2 separate regions of the Sminthopsis crassicaudata genome follow, and region 1 is linked to region 2. A link is a contact called in public Hi-C data. All regions are on one chromosome and are shown on one strand. Each heading gives the region's core, a stretch centred on a gene start, on an enhancer-like site or on the middle of the called end of the contact. The rest is flanking DNA. Distances are from core to core; before and after follow the strand shown.

What was found. A called contact is a pair of places that touch in the nucleus more often than the background predicts.
Region 1: a Hi-C map of hippocampus shows a contact between it and region 2, with 2.7 times the contacts expected there. The contact joins the promoter of RRS1 here to the promoter of PDE7A in region 2. A contact is called at or near these places in 2 of 2 Hi-C or Micro-C datasets (fibroblasts and hippocampus).

The regions. Positions count from the first base shown.
Region 1 is chr1:274,205,328-274,208,299 of ASM4859323v1, reverse strand. RRS1 (ribosome biogenesis regulator 1 homolog) reads right to left here and starts at 1,444. Exons shown (of 1, transcript XM_074278799.1): 1 at 1-1,444. The coding sequence starts at 1,349. The coding sequence ends at 261.
Region 2 is chr1:273,515,054-273,517,979 of ASM4859323v1, reverse strand. PDE7A (phosphodiesterase 7A) reads left to right here and starts at 1,301. Exons shown (of 12, transcript XM_074278791.1): 1 at 1,301-1,626. The coding sequence starts at 1,489. LOC141549338 (a long non-coding RNA gene) reads right to left here and starts at 1,590. Exons shown (of 3, transcript XR_012484331.1): 1 at 1,504-1,590.

The DNA of each region.
Region 1 (2,972 bases), core at 195-2,694, 690 kb before region 2:
TTACAAGCAGTTTAAGTTTTCGAGTTCCGAAAAACATTTCAAACTAGGCTTGAGTCTCAGCTCCTCCACAAAAATCCCTGGATTACTGCCCCCCATTCAACTTTTCAAAGTCCAAAGCATTTAGATTTCGGGTCCCCAGTTAGGCGCTTCACCAGAGCACCAGAGGGCAGAGGATCCCGTCTTTCTGTCTGGATCTCACTGGGGTCCCGAACACAAGAAGGCACTACCGATACAATTCAGTGATGGAACATACTAGAGGATCACTTCCTCCTCTTCCCTGCTGGGCGCTGTCCTTTCTTGCCCCCCAGACCAGAAGGCCCCCCTTTCCGTTTGCTTCCCGGGCCTGCTGGCCCTCCTTTCCCCCTCCCCCCTAGGCCTGGAGGTCGCCCTTTCCGCTTGCCCCCCCGGCCCTTTCTGTTGCCCCCCTTGGCCATTTTCCTCTTAGCAGCCTCTTCCCTGTCCTCCTCCCTCATCTGCTTGTTGGTGGCCCGGGTCACGTCCATTTTGGGCTTTTTGCTGTTCATGACCCTGATCAGTTCTAGCTGACTCTTCCTTTCGGCAGCAAAGTCTCCGATGTTGGGCTGGAAGTGGCGCTTCTTGCCCGGGCCCCGGGGGGGCTTCTCCTTGGGCAGCCGCTCCTGGAAGCGCCCCACGGAGGCGGTGGAGACCTTGGCCACCTGCATGGCTTTGCCCAGCTCGGCGCGGCTTTGGTAGCCAGTGGGGTGCATCCCTCCCTGACTGGGCAGCTGCACCTTGTGGGCGCGGGCGATATTACGCAGCCGGTTCAGCTCGTTCTTGGCCACGCGCTCCTTCTTGGCCTGCTGCCTCTTGGCAAACTGGTCCTCGTTGGGGTCGGCGCTGCCCGGCACCTCGATCAGCCATTCCTTGGTGTCGTCGCGAGCCCGCTGGTAGCCCCAGCGCCGCCGCCACTGCTTGCTCACCTCGTCCCACACCAGGCTGGTCTTCTTCCGCGGCCGGATGCCCTTGAGCTGCGCGAACTGCTGCCAGCGGGTGAGCGGCCGCGGCTTGGGAAGCGGCTTTTCGCGGGGCAGCCGCAGGCCGGGCTCGGGGAGCTTGGCCACCACCGCCTCCTCCACGCGCTCCGTGGGGAGCTGCCACAGCTGGTTGATAAGCAGCTGCACGTTGTCGCGGGCCAACCCCTGCAGCTGCCCCTCCAGCTCCGGTCCGCTCCGCTGCCGCAAGCCCGTAGGGGGATTCCTGTCAGTGGCCAGCAGGTTGCCCAGGTCAAATTCGAGCTCTAAGTCCTTGTGCACCGTGATGAGCCGCAGCTTCTCCGCCTCGGCCTGCTCGGCCCGGGCAAGCAACTCTTCGGCGCTGCGGACCCCCATGGCTAAACACAGGGACCGGTAGCTGAGGAAACCACTAACACACGCCGCGGACAGGAACACGTGCGTTTCCGCGTACACTCTTCCGGAAGTCAAAAGGTTCCCCTTCCGGCGTCAAAGGGGAAGTTCCGGGCCCCGTCGTACTGGAGCACGACCGTCAGAGGGCAGCATTGTCGTATTTATTGGACAAGACGGCCGGAGACCGCTTTGAGATTTGGTGAGGGTTGTCAAGAGGTATCCTCTTTGTGGGACTACAAGTCCTAGCGACCCGGCTAGAACTACGGATCCCAGAATGCCATGCTTCCCGGCTCTCGGTTTGAATTTCAAACTGAGGTACTGGAATCTCCTCAGGATTTTATCTCGCCGCTTTATAAATTAGAGCAGGATACTCCACTCGGGACCTCTTTTCTCCCGAGAAATTTTTAGGCGACCCCAGATATATAGATATATAAAATAAATACACAAATCAAACGCTTATTGATAATAAATCATAATTTCGTGAGTCCCCACGGTTAGTTTGGAGACCTCATATGGGGTCGTATGAAAAGCTTTGAATTAAGAGGGATGAAAAAATTGAAATAAAATTTTTAAATTTAAATTTAAAAAATACTTAACCTGATTTTTTTATCTGGAAAAGACACTTTGTGAAAAATGACTTGGGGGAAGGAAGCAAGCAGCTCTTGATATGTGCCAGTGCTTTTTTACCTCCAGCTCTTGATCCCAAACTGAACCTAAGAATCAATAAAAATAAAATGTACATATAATAAAATAAATAAAAAGGTTATCAATTAAGATCCATGATTCCGGCGAGGAACACTAAACAAGCCGCTGTGTGAGAAAGAGTAGTGGGTACTGGAAGAGAAAGATTTTTAGATTAAAAAAATCAAGATAATAGCTCTGCCTTTGGCGGGACATTTAGTACAGTGGGTGGGAGGAGTGGGGAAATATTAAATGAAAAATTATAAAACAAAATGATACGTCATTGTTAAAGATGTATAAACAAAGTATTTTGTCAGGTCTGAGGGGATGATTAATGATTACAGATATTTATAAATAAAATGAAAACATCATAACTTTCCCCATTATGGTTTTGATATTATTGATATTGAATATATTACATCATATTCACATATTTTATTTTACTACTATAATAATTTAGAATTCTTCGGTATGAAGGGAAGGCCAAAAGTTTTTTGAATGGATTTTTTTCAGATCAAGGAAGTGCCTTGCCCCTAAACCCAGCAATGTGAAAGAAATAACTATAGTAAATATAAGGTATATTGGCCATAGCAAAACTGACTTTTGGAGAGTTTTTTGTTATTATGACAACAGTACCTCATCTTTGAGATTGATCACTTGAAGTTACATTTTTGTATTGTTGGGTTAGCACCATGTTGCAATCACACAGAGAATAAAAATATTCAATTGTATGTGTTAGAGACCATAATGTCTTTTTAATGTTGATAATGTGGATGCTGTAGCTCTAAGCATCCTGACTTTTTACCTTACTTGTCTGATAAATGACTCCTTCTGTTTGAAGAAATTTCAAAGCTCCATTGACAATCTTTACCAAAAAAAAACGAGAAAAGATTAAAAAAAGTGATAGAACTCACATATGTTGCTTTG
Region 2 (2,926 bases), core at 52-2,551:
ATGGATTTAAGAGCTTCTAAGAAAAATGTGAGCAACAATGACATACCATATTAAAACATAGCAAGCATGCAAAGGAATGCAAAATCCTCGATAGTGAGGGTGAAGCAGTGGCTTCAGTTAGGTTTTTCTTTAACACCAACAAATTACTTTATCTGGTTTTTTATCCCTATTTCTTCCACCAGTTTTCTTTTTTTCCCCTCTTCCTCTTCCTAGATCACAGTCCCTTTGCCTCAATTTCCCTTTGTCACTTTTCCAGGACCAATTATTTCGGTGCACCTGCTAGTAGTGCAGCGGGCATGGAATGACGTCATTAGCATGACGGCATATTACGTCACTTGGCGCATAGGTTCTTAAGAGAAATGAAAATAGGCTACTAGATTGGAGGAAAGCTGTGACCCAATGGTCAGAGCTGGAAGCTGGGGAAGAGTTCTACGTTAGATTGTACTTCTGTGCCTGAATGGAAGGAAGGAGAAGGCGATCTTGAGAAGCTAGTCTGGTGTCCCCGAGGAGGGGCGCAGGGTGCGCCCCTCAGAAGGCGCGAGGGCGGGCAGGGGGTCACCAGGAGAATATCGCCACTGTGTGGGAAGAGAGCGCACGCGCTCGGAGATCGAGTGCGTGAGCGCGAAAGAAAAATGGAGAGGATGCTAGCGAGTGGGAAGTCAGTATGGAATGTGGTTGGAGGGGATAGTCAAAAGTGGTGAGAGTCAGAGGGAGGAGACGTAAATTAACTACCCGGGACCCGTTCGTCAGCCTCCCTCCGACAGGGACGGCGGCGGCGTGGCGTCGTGACGTCACAGCGGCGGCGGTGGTTGGCGCACTGTCTGGGACTGCAAAGTGTGAATTACGCCGGGCTCGCGCTGGCGGCGGAGTGAAGTCAGGACGAGGGGGAGGGGAAGACGAAGAAAGAGGGGGGAGGAGAAAGAGGAGGAGGAGGAGGAGGAGGTGGAGGTGGAGGTGGTAGCAGCGGCGGCAGAGAAAGCCAGTTGCCTGTCCCGGAGCCTCGCGCGCCCCTGGGTCTCGCCGCCGGCAGCAACGGTCTCTTCTCTCCCTCTGTGCTAAGCTCGCCTCCCCTTCTTTTTAAAAAAATTCTTCTGCCTGCCCCGATTTTCTCTCCCCGGCCAACCGAAGATCCCGAGGCACCTCCGGGACTTTGCGGGTCCCGCTCCGCTCCACTCCCCTCTTCCCTCTTGACAATAGCGGGACGCGCGTCTCTAACAGTCGCCGCCGCCGCAGCGTCTTCCCGGGCGGGGGAAGTAGGGGGCGGTGGGGCTGGGGTGGGAGGGAGGGGGAGGGGGAGGCCGGGCCGGCCCCCGTCCCGGGGAGGCGTGAGTGCGGCTTCCCTTGCCGGGGTCCGCGCCGCTGCCGCCTTCTCCTCCTCCTCCTCCTCCTCCTCCTCCTCCTCTCCGGCGCTTCCTGGGTCCCCCCGCCCGGCGGCTGCGGGGCTGCGGCGGGCCGGAGCCGGGCCGGGGAGCAGAGCGGCTGTATTCAATGGAAGTATGTTACCAGCTGCCGGTGCTGCCTCTGGACAGGCCGGTCCCTCAGCACGTCCTCAGCCGCCGAGGAGCCATCAGCTTCAGCTCCAGCTCGGCGCTCTTCGGTTGCCCCAACCCCCGGCAGCTCTCGCAGGTAACCACCACAGCCGCGCGCCCGACGGACCCTTCCCCTCCCCGCCGTCCCGCGCCGGTGCCGGCCCCCGCCCCCTTTCATTGTCTGTAGAGCTCCACTGTGTAACCTCGGGAACCCCTTCTCTTACCATCCCCACTCCCCGCAATCTGCCTGTTCATGCGGTCCTGCTCCTTTTCATCCAGACAGGTGGCCTTTGGGGGCTTACCTTCCCACCCCTCCATTTCCCCCAACTACACATAGACATACTTGCCTACCTCCCTCCAACCACACACACCACCCCTCTGCTCCTCCCAACTTACACGCACGCCTGCCCCCCATCCCAATACACATCCTGTCTCCCCCCCCCCCAACCACGTACACACCTCGTTTGCCCCAAGCCTCAATTCACTCTAACCACACACGCCTGCCTTTTCCCATTCGCTTGCACACACGAGTACCCCCCCAGTTGTCCCCAGATTACACACCCTCATTCCTTTCTCTTCCCTTCTGTGACCGGCCTATTAAATAAAATCCCCGGTATTAACCCTCTGCTTTTCAACCCGACCCACCGCCATCTAAAAACTCCCTGCCCCCTAGGTAACAGCCAGGAAAGAACACCTGTCCTCTTATCATTTGACCCTTCTCCAGTTATACTCTTCCTCTGAGATTCATCTTTGAAGTTCTTCTGAAATTAATCTCCCGTTCTTTTAAATGGGACTTTTAAACCTAAAAACATAAATAAATAAATAAAAACAAAAACCCAAACCGGAAAAAAAAAATCAACCTTGGATGAACCTTCCTCAGTTTTCTCTCGGCAGTCTTTACCCCTTCAACTCCTTTGTACCTACATTATAAAGGGAAAAAAAAAAAAATGAAGTTTAGAGAAAGGCAAAATATATATGGTGACCAGAAATTTTAAGCGTAATTCCCACTTTTTACTTTAGAACTTATTTAGAAGGCAGGAGCAGCTGATGAGACTTCAAACAGAATAGAGTTGTATTGAATGCATGCTAGTTGTCGAGAATTTAGTTGCCAGTCGTCCTATGGTCACTTTGACAGAGCTGGTTCGGTTATTTATTACTTTTTTGTGATCAAGTGTGTTCTCTCAGCCTCTCTTTCCCTCTTTTTCCCTCTCCCCTTTCCTCTTTTTTTTTTTTTTTTTTTTTTAAAGTCTGTCTATCGTTATACTTCCTACATCCTTTGTAAGCTCCTTGAAGGGAGCTATTAAACCATTATGTCTACTTGCTCATTTCAGGTAGTCAGTAAAATTTTCTTTAATTTATTAGCAAATGAATTGTTAAATACCTGCAAAGGGAAAGTA